Linked DNA regions of Mus musculus: regions 2 and 3 are each linked to region 1. The links are chromatin contacts, called in public HiCAR-type and promoter capture Hi-C maps. All regions are on one chromosome and are shown on one strand. Each heading gives the region's core, a stretch centred on a gene start, on an enhancer-like site or on the middle of the called end of the contact. The rest is flanking DNA. Distances are from core to core; before and after follow the strand shown.

What was found. Promoter capture Hi-C pulls out the DNA fragments that hold promoters and counts their contacts. HiCAR-type assays count read pairs that join an accessible place to other places.
Region 2: a contact with region 1 is called in a promoter capture Hi-C map of pre-B cells, with 8 times the contacts expected there. The contact joins the promoter of Zdhhc14 here to the promoter of 1700102H20Rik in region 1. A contact is called at or near these places in 5 of 39 promoter capture datasets (the 3T3-L1 cell line, the C10 cell line, liver and 1 more), 1 of 484 Hi-C or Micro-C datasets (muscle stem cells), 1 of 115 datasets of contacts at active chromatin or transcription factors (astrocytes) and 1 of 9 other capture datasets (adipose tissue).
Region 3: a contact with region 1 is called in a HiCAR-type map of astrocytes, with 6 times the contacts expected there. The contact joins the promoter of Tmem242 here to the promoter of 1700102H20Rik in region 1. A contact is called at or near these places in 11 of 39 promoter capture datasets (the 3T3-L1 cell line, 3T3-L1-derived adipocytes, the C10 cell line and 6 more), 1 of 484 Hi-C or Micro-C datasets (B cells), 6 of 115 datasets of contacts at active chromatin or transcription factors (acute myeloid leukemia, astrocytes, fibro-adipogenic progenitors and 3 more) and 1 of 9 other capture datasets (adipose tissue).

The regions. Positions count from the first base shown.
Region 1 is chr17:3,555,818-3,560,097 of GRCm38.p6, forward strand. 1700102H20Rik (RIKEN cDNA 1700102H20 gene) reads left to right here and starts at 2,007. Exons shown (of 2, transcript NR_045303.1): 1 at 2,007-2,087; 2 at 3,726-4,046. It overlaps Tfb1m (transcription factor B1, mitochondrial), which reads right to left and starts at 1,938. Exons shown (of 7, transcript NM_146074.3): 1 at 1,764-1,938. The coding sequence starts at 1,896.
Region 2 is chr17:5,490,691-5,494,970 of GRCm38.p6, forward strand. Zdhhc14 (zinc finger, DHHC domain containing 14) reads left to right here and starts at 1,910. Exons shown (of 9, transcript NM_146073.3): 1 at 1,910-3,001. The coding sequence starts at 2,757. It overlaps Gm52310 (zinc finger X-linked protein ZXDB-like), which reads right to left and starts at 2,536. Exons shown (of 2, transcript XM_030250193.1): 1 at 2,285-2,536; 2 at 1-2,062. The coding sequence starts at 2,536. The coding sequence ends at 1,259.
Region 3 is chr17:5,437,807-5,442,086 of GRCm38.p6, forward strand. It overlaps Tmem242 (transmembrane protein 242), which reads right to left and starts at 2,454. Exons shown (of 4, transcript NM_027457.4): 1 at 2,327-2,454; 2 at 1,726-1,826. The coding sequence starts at 2,411.

The DNA of each region.
Region 1 (4,280 bases), core at 757-3,256:
TTGCTTACGTATTTCCAAACAGTATTGTACAGCTACAGTGAGGAAATCAGCAGCCCTAGCCAGCTTTGCGTCTTGGTACGTACATGCCCTAACCTAATTCCTGCAGCTACCACTCTAATATAATTTATCTGAACTGCACGCTGTCCTTGTCTATTGTTTAATTTGTACAATGTCATAAAGAAAAGCAAATGGCTGGAGAGGACCTCGAACCAAGGTGGGGATTCTAAAACCAAATCATTGTTTGGTTACCAGTTACCAACTGGTCTCTCGGAGGGCATCAGAGTCATTTATTAAACCAGGGAATTCTGAACTCAGTTTGAAAATGGAAAGCAGCAACAGGTGGGGCAGTGGTTTCATTCTTAAACTTTGCAGGAACGCTTAAGTGCAACCAGACATAGACGAGGTGTCAACCCCCTAAGTCTGGTTCAACCCTGCTCCACCTGAGTTCTCTAGGACAAGCACCTTTATTTGCTTTCACTCTGGTTCCCCCTCCCCCCACCCCACCCCCCACCCTCACAAAGACTGAATAGAGAACCTAAGAATCTGGAACTTACTCCAGGGACACACATGAGAACATAGATAACAAATTGAATGGCTGGTGATGTAATTCAATTAACTGATAAGAGTGCTTGCCTAGCATGTGTGAAGCCCTGGGTTACACAGTCAGCAATCAGTAACTGAGCATGGTGGCATATGCTTTTCATTTCGGTTCTTGGGAGAAGGCAGGAGGGCCAGACACTCAATAACACCTGCCATGTAGTGAGCTTGAGGCCAGCCTTAGACATAGGAGACTGCATTTCAGCAGAGAATGGTGCTTATATTTAGCATGTGCTTATATTTAGCATGACTGGGAGAGGATGCTAGAACCAAAGAATCTAAAAGTAGGCATCCTAAGGTCCTTGTAGGCCTTTCTATCAAATAAGAGATGAGAAAACTTAAGTGGAGTTAACTGTTTTACCCAAATTCTACGGGTCGAATAAAGGCTCCAAAAACAAGAAATAAAAGTAACTTATGCTTTGTGGTCCATGCAATCAAAATTGATTTTGGGGACGGAGTGTGTGTATGACACACTTACCCTTTTAACTTGAGGGGGTTAACATGCTAAGTACTCCAACAGTCAGCTAGCACCTTTATTTGCAACAGATGGATCTTATTCTCAAGAGGAGAGCATTACTATGACATGGGTGGTAAGTAAACCAACAAACACCTGTGAAAACTCATCAAAACATGGGTGTCAAACTGGTGACCTTCACCCTATATAAGTTTAATCGCATAAAAGTAATTTTTAAAGAAGCCGGAGAATGTCAACTTATTAACTGCAAACTCAGGGCTGTTGTTGGGACGGTGGTCCCAGCATTGGCACAAGGTAGCTGTAGGCGCCGTTTGGTTAGTATGACTTTACAGAGCGAATCTCCAGTCCCTAGAGGGATCCCTAGACTTAAGTGAACGTTTATCCTATTTACTCTCTTGGTTTCGTTTTTGAAAGAGTCCATCTGTTTCTAACTGGCGGCAATCCTCCTGCCTCTGCTCCTCGAGTGCTGAGCTTACAGACGCGCTTTACTGAGCCGGGCTAACGAGAGGCAGGTTGGCGCATCATAAAGCGCGCGGGAAACATCTCCCGCCCGCAAAGCGGTCGACCAGTCGTCGCCCTAGCCCGCGAGGACCGGAGGAGCAGCGCTTGACTGACAGCCGCCCGCCCCAACCCGCTCCATCACCCGGCCGCGCCCACCACGGAGACCCGGGCGAACTGACGACTCAGCCACCTGTCAGCCTCAAGTCCAGGAGGAAATTCTGGGAAAGCTGTTTCACCGCTCGCAGTCCGAACAACTTAATGATCTCCCGAATGGTGGGCAACGGGGGAAGGCGGAAAGTGCCGAGCTTCCCCGAGGCAGCCATGAGAGACCCACATACACAGCCACGCGCAGCGGCTGGAAAGGTGCACGGCGCGCAGGGGGTGGGACCTTGGAGAAGACTGCCCGCCTCTGAGGCCACCTGGTTGGATGGAGAAACCTGCCGGAAATGACGAAACTGACAGGAAGTCTGTATGTACTGGGAGCTCAGGACGCGTCAGGCCGAAAGCGGTGCAGGTTGGGAGAGGAGAGGGGGCGGAGGCTAGGAGGCGTGGTCTTTGTAACCTCTGGGAGGCTCCGCAGGCCTTTGACATTCCAAAGGCTTGACTTTTGATTTGTAGCAGGAAAGATGGTGATTGGTTGCTTGCTGTTTGTAGACTGGTTACCGCCCCACCCCCGTAGGCTAGATACTTTTTATTTCTTCGCGTCCATTACTTCTTTCAGAACTTAGTTCCATAGAGAACTATAGGCTTATTTAAGGTAAGCCTGCTGAAAACCGAGTTTAAGACTTAGACTTTAGAGCAAATGGCTGAATGCCAGCCCGTTAACAGCACCCCAGCTTTAACCAATAGCAAGAGACCAACTGACTCAAGTAAAGCAAAAAGCTAACCGTAACCAACTAAACTGTGTCTCTAGATAATTTCTCTTTTCTTGTCATTGAACAATGTCCATTTTCTGGCCGGAGTTGTTTGAAAGAATTCCAAGGGCTGCCTAATTTTAGAATGGTGAATGAAAGCCATTCTGGGTCTTTAAATATGCTGTAATTTTGTCTCTTGAGCTAAGCACTTTAAACTTCGAGAAGTGTTTTTGATACCACTTGTTACTATTTCATATTCCCTTTTAAATCTCTCAGGTGTAGTCTTGCGAAACAGGACACATATTGCTAACTTCCGATTAAAACAGGATCAAGAAAGCCCTGCGAGGCCACGAATTTCGTAAAGCTGGAAGTTCACAGATTCCAGCTGTAGTCTAGTGCATGCGCGGTGGCTGCTGTTTTTAAGCAATGCCAGCAAGGTCAGCATCAGGACCACTCTTTTAGCCTTTGAAGCTTTTTCTAAAAGCTCATTCATGCTGCAAGCATTGTGGTCTCTCCACTGCTCTCAGAGTGAACCATAAAGGGGTTGCTCTTTTAAAAAGCTCAACTAAAAGAAATGTGTGCCAGGTCTCACAACTGAGTGGTTTGGAATTATTCGCTCACTAATTGTTACCATACAGATTCGGGTAGATTTTATTATTACGTAGTGGTGAAAGTGAGACTTGGGGCGGTTCAGCCACTTTCCCACACTTCAGAGTGGAAACGGAAGGCTTACTCATCAGGCAGGGAATCCAATGGAGAAAGGCTATTTGAGGGTTAAAATCCAAGTACCAAGAGAAGACAAATAGGTTCTGTCTTCCTGTGATGTCTGAGAACACAAGAAAGAAATGAAAACTTTTAAAATATTTTTCATAAGTGGGAAGATTTTTACTTTTTTCCGTCTGATTTCACTTGGTTATAAGTGAATTACACATCGTTTATGGTTCTGGTAGTTTAAAAAAAAAAAAAAAAAAAAAGCTAATGTAAAACCAGACCACTCTGGGCCGTGTGGAGAAGTAAAAAGTCCACATATCCACTTTAGTGGTTGCTAGATCAGCAGAAACCATGGGCTGACTGATGTATCTCTTTTAGAAAGTGAGAATGTGGTGGCAATTCCCCAAAGTGTCATAAAAAAACTTTGATTTGATATTTGATTCAGAGATAATATTCTCCATAAAACACTATACCTAGAAGGTGTCTATTCAGGCAATTGGGCTTTGTTTGGATGGTTGGTAGGTTTTGTTTTGTTTGTTTTTTTACCTTTGTGTTCCTTTGGAAATGTTATTATTCCTATACTGCAGGGAAGAAATACCAGCAAGTACAGTCATTCAACCTACCCAGGGTCACCAGCAATGCATCTAGAGAAGATACCCCGAGTTCTTCACGTTTCAAGTTCCAAGTTCAGTAGCCAAGCTTCTCAAATACTGTATCAACTGAAATTATTTTAAGTTAATTAACATGTTCATTTTGTGTTATTTAAATGTATAGAAATATGAAATTAGGTGTAGACTTAGATCTACAGTTTTCATATGACTACTAAAATCACACAATAAAAATATGCAAACCCACCAAACCAACACACATGGCTTTATTATTTTATAATAAAGATGCCATAAAAATCACTACTCTTTCTGTTGTCTGGATTCATTTCTAGTTCAACTCATTCGTGTTGTAGTGTATCACATATAGTAGAATTCTCTGGTTTCAAACAAATCTGCTAAAAATCTATCACAAGGGAGAACATATCGAGTGTGTCTGTTTCTGCTTTTTTATTAGCTTGGGAAACAACTGAAGTCAAATCATTTGGCACTAAGATTGCCAAAACTGCACACACTGTATGTCAATCTCAAGAAAGA
Region 2 (4,280 bases), core at 660-3,159, 1.9 Mb after region 1:
CAATAGAGTTAACATGTGCTTTTGACAAAATAAAGTCTTGATCGTGTCAGCTAAAGGGTGGAAAAGCATAAAAGCTTTTACTTCAAATGCTAGAGCTGGTTGTGGTTGTTGTTGTTGTTTTTTTTTTAGAGCACACTTACCAAGCACTTAGTTGTCTCTGTAATGCGCTTGTCTGTCATGCAGTATCTCAAGTAATTCAAGATCAATTTCAATTGTCCACTTAAGACCCTTAGCTGGACTTGGTGGAACATATCTGAAATCCCAGCAGGCAAAAGGCAGAGAATCAGGAACTGGACACTACTACAGTAGCCTCAGCTACAGTAGTGTGAACTTATTTTTAAAAATGCACCCATCCACTTAGCAAACAAAGAAAAAGCCCCATCCAGCCCCTAAGAATCACACTTGCTTTTAACTTCTTGTAATTCCCTGTCCCATCTAATTACCATTTCTATCGCCCCCATTTCCTAGCTGGTTACATCCTTTTTCTCTTTTGGCTAGCCAAGCTTATCTATCTTTGACACTGAGCACTGAGGCGTGCTCTGTAAGGGAAAGACAGAGCTCTGGGTTCAGTGCCATTTCTATCACTGGGCAGCTCTGTAGTGTTGGGCAAGCAGTTCTTTGAGCTTGGTACAATAGTGCATCGCAGGGTTGTGGTGAGGATTACACAGAACGCAGGCAGTGTGCAAATATCCACCCGGCACAGAGAAAGCATCTTTTCCAAAGCTGTCTTTGTGGCTCTCCAAACGCTGAGTACTACAAAGCCCAGTACCTTGCTTCCCCGCCTTCGTCGCAGGGGTTGCAGGGACTTGTAGTTTTAGATCCTCAAGTCACGTTTCCTCCCTGAGTTGGACAGCGAGAGAAGGAACTACACATCCCAGCGGGCTCTGAAAAGAAAGTAGGGCTCAGAAAACCGAGCGCCCGTGCCGGGTGTCCTTTTGCGCTGGGTTACCCTAGTGCAAACGCCAGTTAGCGCTTCTACCGGGCCCCGAAGCCCAGGGGCGCAGCAGCGCTTAGGCTGCTGGGGCTCTCTGGCGCCGGCCTTGCGCCCGTTTGTATACCCAACTGTCAAACTGGGATGTAAAGAAAGGCGCACTCCAAGCATTCGCTAGATGTGCGGTCCCTTTATTGTGCGTGGGCTCCACAGAGGCAAGTAGACAGAAGTAAAATGAGCGAATTGTGAGCACCAGGGGGAAAAAGTAGAGAATGAAAGATGGGGAAGACAGCGACCTTTGCAAACAAAGCCTGCCACTGGGGGTTTTTAATCCAAAAGAGGGGGCAGATCGGTCGCTGCTGGAGCTGACACAGACCGCTCTGCTGTCCCCTGCCCTTCGAGGTCCCGAAGTCTGGCCTGTTTCAGGGGGCTGCTCATCACCCTGTCATCAAGGCACTCCACCCCCATCCTCTCGGCATCGGTAGAGTTTCCCTGGCGTCTCAGCCACGCGTGGCGCTGGGGAGGAAGAGGATGAGCCGAGGGCAGGCCAGGAAAGGTCACTTCTTTGCGTGGCGGGTACTCAGGTCCCCCGTAGTAGCAAGAACGGTTTTTCGACTGGTCATGAGAATGCGAGTGTCCAGAGGTGGCAGCTGAGACCGGGAATAATCCGGTGGAGAACCCCGTAGAGGAACTAAGTCCGCGGGGAGCGCATGGCGCCTCAGCACCGAGGGCAACGACCTGATTTCTCCTAGGGTGAAGGATGTCACCCGGGAGCCAGGAGCCTTCCTCCGGGCGCGCCAGGCCCGCACAGTCCCCGAGCCTTGCGCTCTGGCCCGGGGATACTGGGGCAGGGACCCAAGGGAGCGGGTGCCCAGGCTTCACTGGCAAGGAGGAGGAGCAGGAGGAGGAGCCCGGCTGTGAGGCGCGGGCGTCACCGCCCACCCGGCGGCGAGGAGGCGGACCTGCTCGGAGCGCCGCGCGCGCCGGGGCTGAGCCTTGCAAACAAGTGTCTCTGGCAGTGTCCCCGCGGCCCTCCGGCGGCCCTCGTCGCGCTAGGGTTGTCTTCTCCGGACAGAAGGAACCGAGGAAGCCCCGGGAGCCGCCACCGCTACCGCCGCCACCACCCTCGGCCTTAGCCCCGCGTTAGGGGCCGCGGACTCAGCTCGGCTGCTCGGCTCGTGGATGCGGGGTCGCAGCGCGGGCAGCGCCCCGGCTCCTACAGAGCAGCTCCTGACAGAAGAACGCGCGTGGCTGTCCCCACCCCTGGGAGGGGTTGCCGGTGTCGCGAGCTGCCGCTCAGTTTGCAGCTCTCTCTCCTGGGAGAATCCGTCACCGGGAAAGAGTAGAAACCACCTGGTCGAGGCGCAGAAGTGGCTCCGGAGGGAGCCGGCGTAAGGTCTGCTGCCTCGTGTCCGCTAAGGGCGCGGCGATCCGGGATCCGCCGGCCGGAGCCCAAGCGCAGCCGGGAGCTTGCGGGTGGCGAAGCCAGGCGCACCGCCTTCTGGGTGTCTGCTGAGCGGTTCCCCGCGTCCCGCGGGGTCCTGCAGCCCCGACCCCCCGGCTGGAAGCCACGGAGAACCGCTGCCGAGGACTGCGGACCAACATCGTCCCTCCCGAAAGCGGATTCTGCTATGACAGCTGGGCTCTCCAAGGGGTTAACCTGGGTGTCCTCCGTAAAGTTGTCGCCGAGCCGGGAGCCCGTTTAGGGGTCGCAGCGCCGCGGCTCGGGGGGCGGCCGAGTGGCCGGCGGCGGCCGTGGCTCGGCGGAACCCGCGCGGCCGGGGGGCTTCTGGGGGTGTGCGCCCCCAGCCGGCTGCCCTCGTGGATGCCTCCCGGCGGCGGCGGGCCCATGAAAGACTGCGAGTACAGTCAGATCAGCACCCACAGCTCCTCTCCCATGGAGTCGCCCCACAAGAAGAAGAAAATCGCGGCCCGGAGGAAATGGGAGGTGTTCCCAGGAAGAAACAAGTTCTTTTGCAACGGGAGGATCATGATGGCCCGGCAGACCGGCGTCTTCTACCTGACTCTCATTCTCATCCTGGTCACTAGTGGACTCTTCTTCGCCTTCGAGTAAGTGGCGGCTTCCAGATGCCGTGCTCCCCCACTCCTCCTGCCCCTACTTTGGCGACTTTCGTTTTCTGGTGTATATTGTTATATAATGTCAGCCTGCTTTCCCTTTATGGGACTTTTCAGCCCCCTGGAATAATGCCTTCTTGGGGCTGAATCCTGGGAGTAAGGAAAAGGAGAGAGGGGCGCTTGTAAGGTGTGCCAGGTCACTGGCTCCAGAGCATTGGCTAGAACCAAGCAGGTGGACTCTGAGTTTGGAACTAGCACACCAGCCCAGGTGCAGCCTTCTGGGGTGGAGTGGAGAATTCTAAGAGAGAGACTTGACTTAGTCCTTATCCCCGCCCCTGTGACCTCCCATCTCACCCCTGCTAAGGAAGTTCGAGGCATCTTTTTAAACCGAGTTGGCTGAATCTTAGTTATTTTAGGTTGAAAGTGTTGATTACCTACAGTGTCCTGCATGGGTTATTTCCTGTTTCATTTCCTTGTACCCCTGATTAACAGTCTTACCAAGGGTGGAGTGTACCTTCTTTCAAAGAAGTTTCCCCAGGAAATATCCACAGTTGATCATTTGGGAATATTTCGGAGAGAGATGTAAGGCCTGGAGAGGAAAACCAGACACCACGTGGCTCCTTCTGATTCCAGAAACAACCCTTTGGGGCTCTATCCTGGGGGCTGCGGGGGTGGGGGACGACCACTACATGGAAGTCTTTAGGAAAATCAAATAGATCATAGCAACAATCCTTCTGCCTGCTGAAGACAGGTCCTCCTTACTAGTAGCCCATAGGTAGAGTTTAGCCACAATCCAGATCAAATGCTCAGATTGAGTTCAGCCATCTGCAGCTTCTCCCCCCCCCCAATTCTGTGCCCAACAAAAATTAAAGTCTCTATTCAAACTTTTCAAAAGGAGTACGTTTATGGGCAGAATCTCTTTGAGCTGCCCATATTCCATCTGTTAACGGCATTGTATGTGTTTTCAGTCCTTGAGGCAGCGTCTGGCTAGGGTTATCTAAAACCTACTATGTTTGTTCAGTTTTGTCTTTAACAAGTACTGGGCTCTGATTTTGACACCCACACCCCTCTCCGATTTTCTTCTTGACCCTCTTACAGACCGTACCCCTCCGTTTTTGACTCTGGATTGCTCCGGTGTCTCATAAGTTACCCTTTGTGGGTGTTTGAGACTAAATTGGTGGCATCTGTTGGGGGACCCATGGGCTGGAGGGAAGGGATATGGGATGCATGTAGAATGCCAAAGAGGCATAACCTGTGAGGCTCCTGTTGTTTC
Region 3 (4,280 bases), core at 1,204-3,703, 1.9 Mb after region 1:
TTATTAACACTGTCAACAAAGACTGACAACCGCTTTCCTCAAGAGCCAGGCCTACTTTGTGTTTTTAAGAAAATGCCTGCCCCAAACACGCCATTTCTGAGTGACTGGCAGTCTGTGGGGGATACCCTGATTCAGCTGGTAAGGCATCTGTGGCTTCTTGAGCAGAAGTGCTTTGTGCACACTCCCACCTCCCATGACTTTACAAGTCAGGTGTTGCCAGGTGTCATTATTGAATAGTTCATAATTTTACCGCTTCAACAATGACACTTGCCTAATGCTGGTTCCTTTTAATTATTTTAAAAACTACTGCTGCGTCCCACAACACAGTACACAGAGACTGCAAGGACTGTTTATGTGACCACCACCATGAGTATGCCACTGCTCTATGCCATCAGTGTGCATCTCTAAACATGAACAGGGAATGAGTTGTCTCAAGGACCATCAGGAGTTTTTGGACCACAGTGTACAAGTGTGTTAGAGCACAAGTGGCATGTCTTATGATCCAGCCCCAGAACAAAACAAAGAACCAAGCTGTTAGTATGTGGAAACAAGACAATCCCTGGGTTTTTCTCATTATCAGATTCTTAAACAGATTAAACCTGTGGTTTCGAAACCAAACACAGCTTGGCTGTAAAGCACCAACACTGGTTAGGTCTTAACGACATCTGCCACAAAGTAATTTCTTCTCTAAAAGTATTACATGGTAGAGGGAGAAAATGGCCCATCAGAGGAGCCACAGAAGTGATCTTAGTAGCTCCATAACCCTTTAGAGTATTGAGAGGGAATTGGAAAGCATTTTAGATACATTTTAGTCTCCTGTCATTATAGTATTCAAAGCTTAAGTATGACTATTACAGATAAGTGGAAGGGAATTCAATTGGTTTATGGTTTTTCACATAACATTTGTCTGTAGCACACATCAAGCTAATTGCATAGTTATTGGTGTGAATATCTAATTGTGTCTCTCACAGCAGACATTTAAATTCCCGAGGGAAAGACATGTTTATTTTTGTACCCTATCCACCTTAATCATAGAGTGCCTGAAACATAAAGGATCCCAAGTAAACACTTACTGAGGCGAACAGTAAGTCAGCAATATGGGTGGGAGGGGAAAAGACAAGACATTATAAGCAACTACAATACACATCAAGAAATTCCCCACCAACCAGGGAAAGCAGGCACACGACAAACAGCAAATGTACAATCCTGCTAACAGAATAATGATCTTCTGTCTCTAGTGGATATAGTTAGTCACCCAACACTTTATGAGCACCTACTGTGTGCCAGGCACTTTATAGCGACTGCGGCCCTTGCATTAAAACACAAAAACAAAGTTTTCACTCATTCTAAAAAAATGTTAAAATTTTAACATCTATGAAATAAATATACTTCTTGCAACCAGCACCAATAGTTTAAGTGATATTGCTTTTCTTTCAAAGCAAGGTCTCTTATTATCAATACTAAATTACTTATTCATGCTGTAGGGAAAACAATGTTTCCAAAGTTTTGCTCAGTTATTCTTCAAAGCCTCATTCTGTTAATTTTTAAGGAAGCACACGGAAAAAAAAATCAAGACTGACAACTAGTATACTTCTTAAACCCATGAGGGTTTGTGGGTGTATTTTCAAAACCATGTGAATGAAGGTCACTATTTTTTCCTATGCAAAAAGCTGTCCTTTGTTAAAAACAATAGCAATGCTATGAATGGATTTCAGAGTCACAAACCTTATTGAACCACTCAGGGCTTTTCTTTTTAGCTAATGATAATGTTGTAACAAATCCAGCTAGCATTCCCGCTGCGGCTGCAGAACCAAGGAAAATTCCACCTGCCAAGAATTGAGAGAAGGGATTAAAAATAAAACTTAAATTAAAGAGAATTGCACAACGAAGTATCAGAAACTTTCAGGATTACATTCAAAACTCGAAACATCATGGCTAGGCGGCTCTTGTGAAGTGGGTCTGAGAAACCTGCGTGATCTCACGACCTCGGGTTTCTGGTTCAAGGGTACGCTCTGAAGCTCAGTTCTTCAGGGCTGAGAATGGGTTTTTTTCCCTTCTCTCTGTCCTCAAGGACAGCAGCGCGAAGTTTTTCCACGGGAAGAAGAGATCGTGGCAATCAGAAAAGGGCAGGGCACAAGAAAAACTATAGATAAGGATGGGTAAATACAGTATGGACTGGAGAGTAGATGGCAGGATTTACCCGCCCCTGCCCAAGGAGACTTCACCTGGTGAGTGACATATGGGCCCCACTGGCTGAGTTCAGAATAAGGGCTCTCAGAAAAGAATGTGTTCCGGAACATCACATCCCAGCTCAGAGCAAGCATACCTTTAACCAGAAACAACCGATCGTCCGGAGACCCTGGAGCTTCTAATTCAGAGGACTCCCCGGGCCCAGGACCCGAGGTCTCCATTTTAAAGTCTCCTACTCTACTGTTTCCGTTACCAAAGAGGCCCGAGTGGAAGCTCAAGGGAGAGAGAAGAAAGGTTCCGCGGCTGCCTTCCCTGTGCAACCTGAAGAAAGGTCCGGGTTTCCCACTTTCCCCGCTTAACACTCTTGCAGTGAGAGAAGACAGAAAGGCTGCTCTCTGTCCCAGCCCAGAGCCGAGGGCGGCGCCCCACAAGACGGCCCTCCTGGGAGGATCACTCGCCTTCTTGCAAGGTGATGATCTGTTGGACTTTAGTAAGGTTTTGGGTTTTTTTTTTTTTGGTTTTGTTTTGTTTTCCCTACTTGGAAGAATACTCAGTTCCGACTCTAGGAGGCAGTGAGAGGTCGCAAATGGAGCCGGGAGCCCATCTGCCTGGCTTGGATCCTGGAGCTGTTTACCACTCCAGATACACTTGCACTGCTTCTAAGGATTTGGTCCGCACTAACAGACCACGATTCTAAAAAGCAAGCCTCAATATTTTCCCCGCTTCTTTCTGAGAAATTTCGAAATAGTTATTTCAGGGTTAAGTGACATGCCCAATTCTGGAAGAGAAACATCTCACCAGCTTCGAAGCACACGCCCTTCCCAAGATCTGATTTGCCCGCCCCCAGTGGACGCGCTGGGCTGGCTAAATGATTGAATGAACTGAGCCAATCTAGAGAGCAGAGTACAGAGGCCCTCTCTCAAAGCTTATTAACACGGGCTCCAAGGCTGCCCCGGACTTGCTGGGATCCTTAGCAGCCTGCAAGCAGGCCTGGGAGGACGATGTGCCAGGGTCTACGGACAGAGTAAATGGCTATTGAGGGAAGAGTAGTGGGAAGTAGCCAACGTTTTCAGCCTCTCAAAGGGAGACCTAAGACATATGGCATCATCTTTTAAAATGAAGCCAGTTCTTTAGCCTCTAGCCTTTTTCTGAGCACTTTAAGGGCATGGGCATCTTGAGGGTGGAGATTGTTATCTATACTCATTTGATATTCCCCAGCTCTCAGTGTATTACCTGGTCATGTATAATAAATGCCTGTCCGAGGGACGGGTAAATGAAAGCATTAGTTTTTGCAGCAGTTAAATGCATTTATTAGCTCAGACCTGCGTTCAGGTCGTAAAGCACTTCTTATTTGTGTGAACTTGGTGTTTGCCATATAGCCTCTCGTTACCTCGTTCCCCTCAATTATTAACTATGGAAACAGTACCTCACAGGATTTTTGAATGAAGAGGTGCGTGTGTGTGTGTGTGTGTGTGTGTGTGTGTGTGTGTGTTGTACATCCCTCTTGACCACTTGAAAAGCTGATACAAGAGGATAAATTCAAATCTAACCTAGGTAACAAGACCCAGTTTCAATCTTTTAAAAGTTATGAGTGTGATGGAGTTAGCATAGTGTCTGGCACACATAATATGCGTTTTAATTGCTGTTATCATTGATTCTAGTAGTTTTTAAAGCATTACATACGAACGGTTAAAGCTGCCCAGTCTCTCCCATTAGAGACTTTATCTCTGAAAGTCTGGGGCAGCATGAGATCTGATGCTAGGCTTGGTTGAGGACAACTGCTCTGTTTCTGTCCAGTTCCTTAGAAGCCTAGTTTCAGAGTCTGGGAAGGCCCCTTACAAGTGGGCAAATACTGTGCCCACTTGTAGGCACTTACAAGAAGGACTTATACTTCTCCTTTCCTGTCACATATAATAATAGTGACTATAGCTGCTAACATATTGGATGCTTCCTATATGCCCTTGCTATATCTTTTTGGGTCACTGAGAGCCCATCAGGTGATACTGTTCAGAGCTGGCAGAATTTTTGAACCATGAGGCCTAGTGGTTCAAAGTCACTGAGAGGTGTGGCCTATAAATCCAGCTTTGGCT